Regions from separate parts of the Mus musculus genome. Here region 1 is linked to region 2. The links are chromatin contacts, called in public Hi-C maps. All regions are on one chromosome and are shown on one strand. Each heading gives the region's core, a stretch centred on a gene start, on an enhancer-like site or on the middle of the called end of the contact. The rest is flanking DNA. Distances are from core to core; before and after follow the strand shown. Region 1 overlaps Ttc28 (tetratricopeptide repeat domain 28). Region 2 overlaps Ttc28 (tetratricopeptide repeat domain 28).

Region 1 (6,469 bases), core at 3,623-6,122, 130 kb after region 2:
GAACAGAGCCCTTGCCATCCCTTGGGGACCCAGGAGTAGAGACGGCCAGGGTAAGAAATCAAGCTAGAACCCTTATGTGTAGAGAGCCTCAAAACAAAAAGAGCAAGAGTGGTGGGCCAAGGCCATCAGAGTAGGACTAGAGCATGGTGGACAGGACAGAGAGCAAGCACTGCAAAAAGGGACACTGGCCTTGGTGCCCACGGCATAGATGACCAGGGCCTCCCTTCCACTGCTCCTGGCCACACCCATCCTGAAGCCTCCCTACCTTCCCTGCCGAGCTGCAACTAGTTCTGTCTGAAACTCTGCCTACCGATGATCCTTCTGTCTCTTCTACTGTGGCCGTCAGAAGAGTGACCAAGACCAGGCCCAGACGGTGGTGAAGGCTTTCCACACAGCACCTGTGGCAGATTCCTGCCTGCTCACTGGCACTCCCATCTCACCCCCACCCTGGCTGCTCCTGCAGCATTCACTGGGGAACATAGTAGTACAGAGTGCTATTCCTGTGTAAAGGTTTCCATGATCATCAGCACCATCTCTGAGCCTCTCCAGGGCAGCCCCAGCTAAGGATCTGCTACATACCAGTTGCTCAATGAAAGGAGACTTTTTTACATAGGGTCTTAGCAGGTCGAAGCAGGCCTTGAACGCACGACTCTCCTGCCTCAACCTCCCAAGAGTGGAGATTGCAGGCATATACCACCACCTAGTGTACTTTTTCTTACTCTCGCTATTGGGTAAACTGCTCTTTCAGTTTGCTGGGGTCAGGAATACAAGACTACTCTGTCATTTCAACAAGGAACATTTAAGACTCTAGAAAGTGTGAATGAATCACATAGAGACGCAAGCTCTGGAGAATATAAGTCACACTGGAGACTCGGCCCTCACGTGTGAGCCCCAAGGTCTCACTCTGGACATTTCCAGATGTGAATGTGACCTGGGCCTGATGCTGAGTCTGGGTCCAGGAGGCCATAGGCAGAGAGAATGGTGGGATGGTGATTTGGGCATCATTGTGGTCCTCTGTATCCCCCTGCACAGCACACAGCAGGACATGAAGCAAGCCTGTAGTCATTTTATTTATAAATCAGGGCTCTGCTGCACATGTCTGTCACGGGGGAGGGGGCTATGAATGAATTCCAAACTGGTCGCATACTCAAGTTCCACCCAGGGAAGGGACCCAAGAAGCCAGTGCTATCCATCAAAACCATCCGTGACTGTCTCCCCATCTCAGACTAGCCCCATGCTTGGTACAGTACAGGTGATCAGCAAATGTTTCTAGAATGGATTAGAATAAACCTGTGCTAGGGATTGCCCCACTAAAACACAGCCTGGACAGAGTGCCTGCTCCTCCAGCATGTGCTCAATGCTAGGGCACACACTGTTCAAACACTGCTCCATCTGCACAGTTCATTGTTGCTGTGTAGACGGTACAGGCACCAGCGAGCCACAATGTGGAAGGCAGTGGGGGCGCTTAGCATCAGGAGGACGACTCCACAGTAATGGCGCCTCTCTGGTGGTTTTCCACAGGGCCTGTGCCAGCAGTGAGACAGAAAGCGAAGCTGGAGACATCATGGAACAGCAGTTGGAGGAGATGAACAAGCAGCTTAACTCGGTAACCGACCCCACGGGCTTCCTGAGGATGGTGCGCCACAACAACCTCCTGCACAGGTATGGATGGCGCTCAGCCCCAAACACAAGGTGCTCCCTGCAGCACGTGTCCCTGTGCTCCTTCCGTGGGACACGGAGCTATAGCAGCAAGCCTGGTGCTTTGCCTCTGTACCAACAATTCAGATGGAGGCGGTGCAGGCTCTCCACCTTCCTGTTTTTAATACAGTGGAGTCCAGGGTTGTTGGCCTGCCATGCCAAGTCTGAGCTGCCTGCCCAGCCTCAGGAAGAAGTTGAGTAGCTCTCACCTCTCTGCCAGCTTCTCTCAGGCCTACAACTCAGGAGGCCAAAAGGAGCCAAGAAGCCAGCAGGGTGGGAGACAGAAGTGGCCCAGAAATGAACTTCTCCACATCCAGCCACCCTGACCCAGTTCCCTGCCACTTAACAGATGGGTGGGTTGTGGGTGAAATTGCTATGGCCCCAGGCTTATGTTAGCCATATTTTGTCAGAATTCATAATTCCTGTCTTCAAGGGATGATGGCTATTTCGGGAGTGCAGAGGGACCAGAGGGACTAGACTGGGTGGGTAGCCTTTCTTGGCAGCCCTACATGTAGGCACTGTGTACCTTGTCTGTAGCAGCCTGGTTTCCTGTCATTGTGTTATCAGGGTGACAGCAGTGTGTTTGCCTTCCCAGGGCCCAGCAACTTTAGGAAAGAAGCCAAAAGCGTGAGGGACAAGCTGGTCCTCCCTCCCTCTTGGCCGTGGGGGTGTCCCTCTGTCTTAGAAGGACTCAGCCAGATGCAAGGAGGTGTGGGGTTGGGCTAGACTTGGCATCTTCTCCACCTGGGTGGCAAGGGATAAGATTTTGGCTTGTGATCAAGAACAGCAAGCCCAAAACTAGATGCAGGCCTCACCAGGCTGTAGTTGACACCTAGTAGACACCTTCTCAGTCCTAACATGTGCACAGACCCCCCCCCCCACCATGTCCCTTCAGTGTGGCAATTAAGGACCACTCTGCAAACATCAGCTGGCTTCCTGGTATGTGGGCAGCATCGCATGGCTGATGGCCCTCTTGCCAGGCAAGAGCGAGGCTGAGCGTGGAGACAAGAGTGTCTCCTCATTACTTCTTAATTCACTTTCCTGTCTACAATATGCTAATCCCTCAAGACTGTATAGAAGACTGGGAGGTGGACTCAGCTCAGCAGCCCCAGAAGCTCCCTACCTGAGGCCCTGTCCCAGGGATGACACTCCCCAGCTGCAGGTGACAGTGAGTGCTGGAGATGCCGCTAAACCCCAACTCTGCCCCCCACAGCCCATGCCTGGTAACTCCAGCCCCAGCCGGATATGCTAGTGCTGTGGGTGTCAGCCCCTTCGGAGGTCAAATGACCCTCTCACAGGGGTCACCTATGACCATCAGAGAACACAGATATTTACATCAAGATCCATAACAGCAGCAAAGTTACAGTTATGGGGTAGCAACAAAAATAATTTCATGGTTGGGGGTCACCACAACATGAGGAACTGTATTTAAAGGTCGTGGCATTAGGAAGGACAAGAGCCAGTGTGCAGGTGGGCCTGCAGGTGCTTCCGGTCCCCATGCTGACTACCCCCACCCCATGCCTGAGCATTCACCGTTCACAGGGAGTGGTGATGCAATCCTGGAAGAGGGCCTTGCAAGGTGGCCAGCACTACGTGACATGTCACTCCCAACAGAGTGGTGGCAAGATGGGGTTCATCCCTCACCCATACCCTGAGGCAAGTGGGTGGTCTCCAGACCCCCACTCACACAGTCTTACCCCTTCTCAGGATGCTAAGTGGAGTCAGATAGCCTCTACGTGACCCTGCCATCCACTCTCTCCATAGTCTGTCCCCTCTGTATGGCCCAGAGGAGTCCCAGGCTTGTCATTACTGACTCCAGATCTTTGCCTGGCATTGGGACATGACCAAGTCTGGCTTTCCTAGCTGAGTACTCTCTTCTTCGAAGATTCCCTGGTGCTTTGGGTATAGAGGTCTTTGCCTGCTCCCTTGCATTTTTTCTCTGGGTCTGTCTGCCCAACCCCACCCCCACCCCCGCCCTGGGCTGCACATCTCTAGAGACTGGATTTGCTCTAGGATTTCTTTCTCCACCCCCGAGGTGCTGGCTACCTTGCTACTACATACTTACATGTGCCTGACTCACTTAACTGGAGAGTGGGGGAAGGATAGAAGGGTCCTTTGGTCAGGTACCACCCCAGCAAAGAGAAGGCACCTGTGATGCTCAGCTGATGCCTCTAAGCACCAGCACAATGTAGCACTTCCCTGATCTCTGTTGACCCTTCTTCCCATAGCTGTAAAGGGCACGGTTCAAAGGAAACTGGGAAGGCTTGCCCCACCTTCTCTAACTGGCCCTGGAGGAAAGTCCCTCTGGCTTGCTCTCTCAGGCAACAATGGAATAGCTGTCACTGATAGCAGGCTTACAAGGAATCCAGCTGTTCCAGCTGCCTGGAAGAAGCAGTCACCCAGAGCCTCGTAGCTACATGAAGAGGCAGCACAGGATCTGACCTGTCAGATGGAAAGTCTGTGGTCCAGTCTCCCAGACCCCACTCACCCTCCTTAGATGCTGGCCCTGGGCTTCTAAAGCTCCAGCAAGCACTCACCTGTGTGTGCTTAGGCTCCTCCAGGCGCAAAGCAGGATCATTCTGGCCCCTGCGGACAGCTCCTCCCAACATATCTGAGGGGTCCTTGTGAACTCACAGGGAGCAACGCCCCGTGGGCTTGCTTTGGGGTGTAGAGCCTCTGCAAAGGGCTGACCACGTTGCTGTCATGGATAGGTGAGAAGGCTACTGCCCCTGCCTGTAGTCTCACCTCTCCATGCCAAGCACAGGTAAGGTCAGTGGGCCCCTATGCTGCCCCCGAGCAGCAGTGTCAGGAGGGACAGATGCCAGCTCCCTTGCCATCCCAAGCTTCTGCGGAAGGTGGTGGGCTCAGGGGCACAGCAGCGTCTGTCAGGGGAGACCAGGCTTAGTCACACCAAGCCGACAGCCGCCTCTTCCAACAGTGTGTGAACAATACGCCCTGGGTTGCACCTGCCCTGCCTCCTCCCTGCACAGCACAGGCTGCTGTGCTCTGCAGTCCTCTAAAGTGGGTTCATAGCCAAGGAACCCCCTCTTCCTGGGGCTGAGCTGTCACTTAGCTGTCCCAAGTGGAGCTGGGACTTAGCTGTCACTGTCCCAAGTGGAGCTGGGACTGGATGGCAAGACAGTGATCTACCGCCACCTGCTGGATCTCTGTGATAGTGCAAGTCCAGTGGCATACAAAGCTTGACCCCTGCCCTGCCCAGGGCAGCTGCAGAGATGAGAGACTGGAGAGGGCCCCTGAGGACTTCCTTGGGGACCTGGCCTGCTGCTGGGTCAATGGGAAGTGGGAAGGTGCCTGTCCTGTGCCAGCCCTGAACCCAGCCCCCTTGTACAGCCAGAAGGGAGCCAATGCTCTGCTCAAGCACGTCTTCAGAGAACAATGTGCACATCTCTCCTTCGGAGAGCACTGTCCCTGGATACAGAGTGTCTCTCCAGGGTCATCTGTACACCAATGGCTCTGGTAGCAAAGCTATAGCACACCCTGTCACTTGTAATCATATTTCCCGAGTAGAGGGGAATGGCTGCACCCCAGGAAATAGGTGGGACGGGGAAGACCTAAGGGAGAAAGTAGAACACAGGAGCCACAGCCGGGGAGGCACACAGGCCCCCTCCAACTGGCCCCGGAGGAAGCCCTCTGGCAACAACTGAATAGCTGTCACAAAACTAACAGGCAGAGCACTTGCCATACAGCCTGCTGCTCTGTCTGGCGTCTGGCACAGTTCGTGCCAGTGCAGGTCCTGCCGCATACCGTGGAAACAATACACTGCTAACACTCGACAGTCTCACAGAGTGTGCTACCAGCTGGCCACGTTGAGGCCACGAGCCAGGCTGCCAGGAGGATTCTGCCACCTCCTCCCCATTTACCTGCATGCTTAGTGGAGACCATGGTTCTGCCTAGCAGTACTTAATAACCTAAACATATTTTCTGAATCAGTCAGTAGTTGTCCTTGTCACCCTTTGAGAGTATGACTCCTGGAGGTCCTGGGGGTTGAAGATGCCTCTGTGTTAGTGAAACTGCCCCTAATAGCTGCTCAGAGTGCCCCTCCTCTACAGGCAACTTTCCAATCAGCTGCTCTCAGGGCACCCCTGTGAAATGGAGAGTCCCTGTCAGGGTCTGGCTGGGTTTGGCCAGCAGATCCTTGTCTTGTCACTTCAGCAGTGAGTTCACTGCTACTGAACGTCATCTTCCTTGTCAGCCTGGCCGCTGCACTGACCCTTCCTGACCCCTGTCTTTGACGGAGCACAATTGCGCCATGCGGGACCAGCACTCTGGGATGTTTGATTACATAGCTGACACCACAGAGATGCACGCACGCTGTTCTGTACAGAACTCAATGTTGTATGACAGTACCCCTGCAAGGGGCAAGCACGAGCTGGAGGTGACAGGCATGCTGAGAGGCCCTGCCTCTGGGCAACCAGAATGATGGAGGGTGAGCTTGATTCCAACCCTGGTCCTGTCTCCCCAGGAGCTGCCAGAGCATGACAAGCTTGTTCAGTGGTACGGTGTCACCCAGCAAGGATGGGACCTCCTCTCTGCCCAGGAGGCAGAACTCACTGGCCAAGCCCCCACTCCGTGCCCTGTACGATCTGCTCATCGCACCCATGGAAGGGGTAAGTGGCTCCTGGGACATGACACCCCTTCGTATCAGAATGCATTTGTTTTTCTGCTTGGTGCGCATGCGCACCATCACCCCCCCAGCGGATTTTTTCTGTTCAGTGTGCATGTGCACCCCCAGAGCACTCCACGGACATGC
Region 2 (6,749 bases), core at 4,146-6,645:
CACCCTAGACCTTAGAGAAGCGTCTGAACTGCCTCTCTGTGGGGCAGTTTCTCGTGTTTCCATATCATCACATCGACACTCTATGCACCAGACCGTGAATTGTGCTTCATATACTTGAAATCACTTTTGCCAGATCATAAGTTAGTTGCTGTGAATTGCTATGAATTTATTTATTAGCTCGTATATATATTTTTTAATTTTCATTTCTCCCTACACTGTCAGGGGAGGATATGTAGCTCAGGGCTCTCATTCTTAAACTATACCATCTTCTAAACCTAGAGGTGGCACACAGTTTACGTGAAGGGACACAGGGCAAGCACTTGAGGGTTTTTAGGCCCTGTGTTTATAACTTACCCACTCTGCCTCTGTATCAGGTAGATGATGCATTGATGGGGTGGCTGTGCAGTGGGTGATCCGTGGATGGGGTGGCTGTGTGGTGGGTGATCCGTGGATGGGGTGGCTGTGTGGTGGGTGATCTGTGGATGGGGTGGCTGTGCGGTAGGTGATGTGTGGATGGGGTGGCTGTGTAGTGGGTGATGTGTGGGTGGGGTGGCTGTGTAGTGGGTGATGTGTGGGTGGGGTGGCTGTGCGGTGGGTGATGTGTGTGTGGGGTGGCTGTGCGGTGGGTGATGTGTGGGTGGGGTGGCTGTGCGGTGGGTGATGTGTGGGTGGGGTGGCTGTGCAGTGGGTGATTCGTGGATGGGTGGCTGTGTGGTGGGTGATCTGTGGATGGGGTGGCTACTGCATTAGTTTCCTTCAGCTTTCTTATATTTTGTGAGTTAGGTTTCTAGACAAACTCAAAATTGAATAATAGGCTCATGGCCTATTTTTTATTAGTTGGAGGGACAAATATCTAATTAAAATCTGTCATAGCCACGCTGCCTAAGTGCAGGATCATCCTAAGCAGCCTTGTGATGTACCCAGTCCTGTTTCTTATCAGTTGAGGACCACTCAGCTGGGAACTCAGAGAGCGGAATAACTTAGACCTGAGCCCACATCACTTGTATCTAAGCAACAGTCTGCAGCATCCCTAAGCTACAACATTCACCTCTGTGCTGGTAGTTTTTTGTCAACTTGACTTCCAACAAGTCTGTGGGGCAATTTCTGGACAGATAATTGATGTGGAAGGGCCTAGTCCACTGTGAGCAGTGCCATCCTTGGGTAGGGGGTCCTGGGTCAAAGAAAAGAAACCGAGCCAATCAGGAGGAACAAGCCAGTAAGTAACACGCCTCTGTGGCCTCTGTTTGAGTTCCTGCCTCCAGGTTCTTGCCTTTGCTTCCCTCAATGGATTCTGACTCAGGTAATGTAAGCCAAGTCTTTCCTCCCCAAACTGCTTTCGGTCATGGTCTTTCTCACAAAAATAGGAAGTAATTTAAGACAACCTCCAACTCGGTTGGCATAAGTAACCCTCCAGTGGTTCAGATGACAGAGTAGCACTTGTAGTGGCAAGTGTCTCTGCAGTCGTGGCACATACGTTTAATCCTAGCACTTGAGAGGCATGGGCAGGCAGACCTACGTGAGTTCAAGGTTAGGCTGGTCTGCAGAGAAAGTTCCAGGACAGTCAGAACTAAAGAAACCCCGCCTTAACTACCCCTCCCCCATTATGTATTAGAATGTGTAAATGGCTCCAGCCTAGGGTCTGAAGTATCTGTGGTAGAAAGCATGTGCTTTTAATAGTTAAGTTTGTCTGTTTCAGTTAAGGGCTAACTTCTGATTGATTCTTCACATGACAGAGTGTTTAAACTTGAATTTGAGTTAAAACCTTTCACTTTGTTAATGATATTAACATTGATATACCTTCACACAAACATGTGCACACATATGTGAATACACACACATGTGAATGCACACGCATGTGAATGCACACACATGTGCGTACACCACACAGACATACAGAATGAAAATACAAAGAGAATAAGGAAACTAAATTTACAATCTTGAGAGAAAGGCAGCATTTTGAATCATGAAAAGAAGAAGATTAAGAACAACAAAATGGTCTTTTTATGAATGTCTTCATTCAGAGCGTTACACAGAGCACCCTCACACTGAAGTTAGCTTGTGAGGCCTCTGGGCCATGACTGTCTGGTGGAATTCTAGAGACGGCAGAGTGGTGTGAACTGCAGACCACAGTTTACAGTCTCCACAGAGAGTATTTCTAGAGAACGTCTACAACTGTCTCCCGGGACAAGGCTTTGCAACTCTCAGGGCCATCAGGCAACCTTCTCTTTTATGTCCAGAGTGAATTCCTTAGATTCGTGCTAATTAAAAATGTGTCTAAGTATCTGAGAGTCTTTGATTCAGTGACAAGAGAAGTGTAACCCTCTCTGAGAAATTGTGCTCTAGTCTCAAAAAGGTGGAGTGACTGTAGGGTCTCCAGGCCCGACCTCTGAGGTAATGTCTCAGAATTGAGTCTTCAGTACAATAGATAAAATGTCTTTATTCAGGCCGTCAAGCTGAGGCACATCCATGCTCTTGCTCTGCTGGGTGGCTATTTGCTGTCTAGGGCTGCCCACTTCTGTGAGTGCTCAGGCAGCTAGCTGTAAGGGCGTGCAGCCTGCCCCAAGGGAAAAGGACAGTTGGTGCAGCCTGTTCTGGCACCATCCTGGTAGAGGCTCTGCCCTCCTGTCCCTGCCCTCAAGAAATTCATCAGCTCCCCAGAGACTGTAAGGCATTATCTCACTCAGCCCTCTGGCTCCAAGTAGGAATTCACTTAAGTTATCTCTGCAGAGGAGAATGTCTTCATGTTCAACCTGCATGATTAAAAATTAGTTTTAAATTAAAAAAAAAAAAAAAAGAAACATTACCCATGGGGGATTTAGCAATACCTGTTCCTAAGGTGGACAGGGCTGGAGGGTCACTTGGTGCTTCGAGAAATAACTGTGATGATACGGATAATTGGAGCTTACATGGAGTGAGTGTTCTCCGTGCCAGATATGGAAACAAGGGCTTTATCTTTTCACTTACTTAATCCCCAGAGCTGCCTGGCGGGGTAGATCCTGTTCTCGCCCTCGGTTTGCAAATGAGGGGAAGCAGGGTCAAATCCTCCATGGAACACAGATTTGAACCCTGGGCTGCCATTGTCCTGATCTCTATGTATCTCTGCCTTCTTCCCTGTCTTGCTATCCTGCTTCTCTTTGGGGGATAAGTTATTAGGATACATAAAGAATTATAGACAAATCTGGAGGCTTATGGAATTAAAATAATCCCCTAGTCTTGCCTATCATGAATTACCATGTGCAGTCTCCCTAATTGGAAGCAATCACACCATAAAGCTAGAGCAAAAGCAACCAGTGGCGTGGCTGTGCCCCACCCCCTTCGCCAGTGCCCCACGCATCTTTACATTTAGCCCGTCCTTCCCACGATGAGAAGCAGGAGGAGTGGAAGCAGTAGGAAACAGACCTGTAAGCACACTCTGGTTTGAATTAAGTGTGGTCCTCTGCGCACCGCCTCGAGAACAGATCCTGCAGCCTGAGAAGGTGGGGGGGTTGTTTCCCTCCCCATGTGCGTGTCAGCAGAAGGCCCACAGTGTGGCTTCAATGTTTTATTTATGGAGGACGGAGCTGTAACCAACACTGGGGTCATGTTCCAGACCCTTTCTTCCCTTTTTACTAACTCCTGAAACAAAGTGACCTGCTTATGTCACTGGCGGAGATGGCAGCAGATACGGCTCGTGTTTTGACTGCTGAGTCTGGCATCCCTGAGCCTTGCAAGCATCTCATTTTAAATTTTAATGTCTCCCTTAATTTAGGAGCACCTCTGGAACTAACTCATTTTTCCATGTCGAACCAGAGCCTGAGAAAGTTGTGGAGATTAAAGTGACTTCAGCCCCCAGCCTGGCCCCTGATCTCAGGGCTGGCTGCTGCAGTAAGAGCTGTCAGGGAGATAGATGGGGGCGCTAAGGTTTCCTGCAGGTTTCAGCCGTGTGTGGGTACCACATGTGTTGTGTTGAGCGAATACAAATACAAGAACACATGCTGTTCCCATTAGGGACACTTCAGACCCTTCTGTCCCCAGCTTCACTGCAGGATTGAAGGGGTCATTTATCACAGGCCATTTACTGATCCTGACTGGGCTTTAGGCCCTTGTACATATAAGCAGTGAACAGTGTGTCCAGGCCCTTCCAGAGGGCCGTCACACGATGATGCTGCTGTTTCCCAGCGATCCACAAGTTCATTTGCAGTGAAGCAGCCACTGACTAGTTACTTCTGCAGGACTCTGCAGACCTGAGCGTGTGTCTACTCTGCTGAGGCTCTCAGGTGACAAGTGGCAGTGTAACACACCCATTGTGGGGGGTGCCTCACCCATTGCTGATGCCTGTAGACGGCTAACCCCTCTGTCGTCCTACATACATGGAGTTGTTGTCCTTCTGCGACCTGTTCATTTCCTCTGTTGACAGGGTCTCGCCCTCCCATCTTTGTCCAGATAAAACATTCGTTTTATAAGGCCTTCATCACCCAGTCCTTTCCATTTCTCCTCGAACAGTCTCAGGAAGCTTTCACCACACCACCCTCCATCCATGTGTATGGCCTGAGGGCAGCACTTTGTTGCCCTCTGTCCTGCTGTCCTGCAAGCTTGGGGCCTCAGGAATGAGCAGCCAGCCTTGGTGCCTCCTGACCTGAGCAGGAGCTCCTGGACAGCTCCCCCCGAAGAACCCCTCAGGCCAGCCCCAGATGCCTTACATCAGCATCCTGGTGCCAGAGTCCCACACTGCCTTGCTTTGAGAAAGCTCACACAAGGAGGGCTGGCCAACAGATAGACTGCCTCATCTGTCCCCTTTCAGGAACTGTCACCAGAGATACCCCTTGCTGAATGTTGACCCTGGAAGCCTAGCAGATACCCAGGGGCCCGACTCTTCATGCTGTAAGAGCGCTGGCCTCTTGGCTCTCTATGCATCCTGCTTAGCTGGAAGTGTTCATGCTCAGCCTAGTGCTGCTGGTGTTGACCACCGCCTCCCACACCACACTGTTGCATCCAAGGGCTGTCATTTCCTTCCTGGCCAGGCACTGGGCTGAGCAGTCTGCTTCCTTTCAAAGAAGCATTTCCACTGAAGTCGGGCGCAGTGTAGCCCACCATCCTGTCTGATTTTTCTCATCTGTGATAATTGGTCTTTCTGCTTCTTGCCATTTTATCATGAGGCCAGTAACACAGTGAGAAAAGCAGGAGCTCTGAGGTCAGTGGAATGAAGACTGAACCGCAGCGATTACCAGATTGCCGTTTTGCCTGTTGTTGGGCTCTGCCGATCCTGTTTTCCTTCTCTGAGTGTAGGGAGAGTTTCTGTGTCTCAGTGCCGAGGGGATTTGGCGGATAACTTAGGGTGGAAGGTGCCAAGCACCTCAGTCATTTCCGAGTGCTGCATGTGCTCGTCGTGGGCACAAACACAGGAAACAAGTAGCCCTGTGAGGCATTCCATGGGAGGTCACATGACGAGCCTTGCAGGAGCCTACAAAGGCCTCCCGGGCACAGCACCCCAGCACGCTTGCTGACTGTCACAATCCATTTCAGACCTGTGACTAGAGAACCTGCCTTCTATAACTCACCCGGTCTTTCATTTGGCAGAGGCGAGTATAGGTAGTGTAAGGAAGGCGTAGTGTATGCCCTTGGAGATGAAGATTTCCTGCCACTAAAGCTAGCAAACTGTACTAGGAACGGAATTCAGTATTTACTTCCAGCTTCATGGAAGAGATGAATTTAAACCCATCTTCCAGGTATGGGACGTTGGACAGAGCTTAAGAGTACAAGTTGCCCTTGCAGATGACCAGAGTTCAGTCCTCATCATAGGGGATCTGGTGGCCTCTTCTGACAAGCTGGGACCCAAGTTCCATCCCCAGGACCTACATACAAAAGCCAGGATTGGGACTGGAGGAATGACTCAGTAGCAAAGAGTAGTTAGCTAAGAGGGCCTGAGTTCAGTTCCCAGCACATATCTCAGGCAGCTGGCAACAACCACCTGTAACTCCAGCTTTCTGGGATCTGATGCTCTTTTCTGACCTCTGTGGGTACCTGCACTCACACACACACACACACACACACACACACACACACACACACGTCTCTTTAAAAGCTAGGCACTGTGCCAGCACTTACATTCCCAGTGGTGGGGTGATAGAAATGGGGGAATCTGAGGCTCCTGATAGCCTGCTTAGCCTAATTGGAGAGTTCCAGGCCACTGGCTCCTGGGGATTGATGGCTGAGATGGTCTTGTGACCTCCATATACATTCACATGAGGGGCATAAGCACCCACCCATACACATGGGAATCTGCACACACCTACACACACCAAACCTAAGAATAGGTATGTAATTATTAATAAGAGCTATATCATCTTTGAACTGGTTCTGGTTTTATGTTAAATATAGTCTGATTTTTTTTTTCCTGTCCTCTGTGTGGTTTTGGTTTTGGTTTTGGTTGTATGGGTCGATTTGTTTGTTTGCTTGTTTCTCTGTTTTGTGCACTCCACACTGCCCATGTGGCCAAGGATGACCTTGGACTCCTTATCCCTCTGCCTCTGCTTCCCGAACCCTGAGATTATAGACAGCTATAAGATTTTTTAAGCCCATCAGAACCTGTTAACATAATTACTCGGCTTTATGGCTCTTCCAATGAAAATTTGTTTCTAAACATTATCCAGGCCCTAAAGGGAAGCTCCTATGAATGCAAGCACAGTTTTCAAGGAACAACTTTGCACACTGTGAAAACGAAGCCTGCACCGGCGTCCTCTCTGCGTTCTGTTTAGAGCGCTCTAAGGGCG

Evidence for each region. Hi-C and Micro-C count contacts between places; a contact is called where the count stands out from the background.
Region 1: a Hi-C map of cerebral cortex shows a contact between it and region 2, with 2.5 times the contacts expected there. The contact joins two enhancer-like sites. A contact is called at or near these places in 5 of 484 Hi-C or Micro-C datasets (the HL-1 cell line, cerebral cortex, nephron progenitors and 2 more), 2 of 115 datasets of contacts at active chromatin or transcription factors (cardiomyocytes and embryonic stem cells) and 1 of 9 other capture datasets (embryonic stem cells).

Annotation. Positions count from the first base shown.
Region 1 is chr5:111,265,014-111,271,482 of GRCm38.p6, forward strand. It overlaps Ttc28 (tetratricopeptide repeat domain 28), which reads left to right. Exons shown (of 23, transcript NM_001267622.1): 13 at 1,522-1,662; 14 at 6,182-6,326. Among named protein-coding and RNA genes, the nearest start is that of Gm35628, 33 kb to the left of the region's middle. Within about 2 kb of position 4,873, at least 20 of the 459 cell types and tissues checked have an H3K27ac peak or open chromatin away from gene starts, as enhancers often do. A contact at or near this core is called in cerebral cortex, where this site is marked.
Region 2 is chr5:111,134,461-111,141,209 of GRCm38.p6, forward strand. The region is part of intron 5 of Ttc28 (tetratricopeptide repeat domain 28); the gene reads left to right. Among named protein-coding and RNA genes, the nearest start is that of Gm35628, 97 kb to the right of the region's middle. Within about 2 kb of position 5,396, at least 72 of the 459 cell types and tissues checked have an H3K27ac peak or open chromatin away from gene starts, as enhancers often do. A contact at or near this core is called in cerebral cortex, where this site is marked.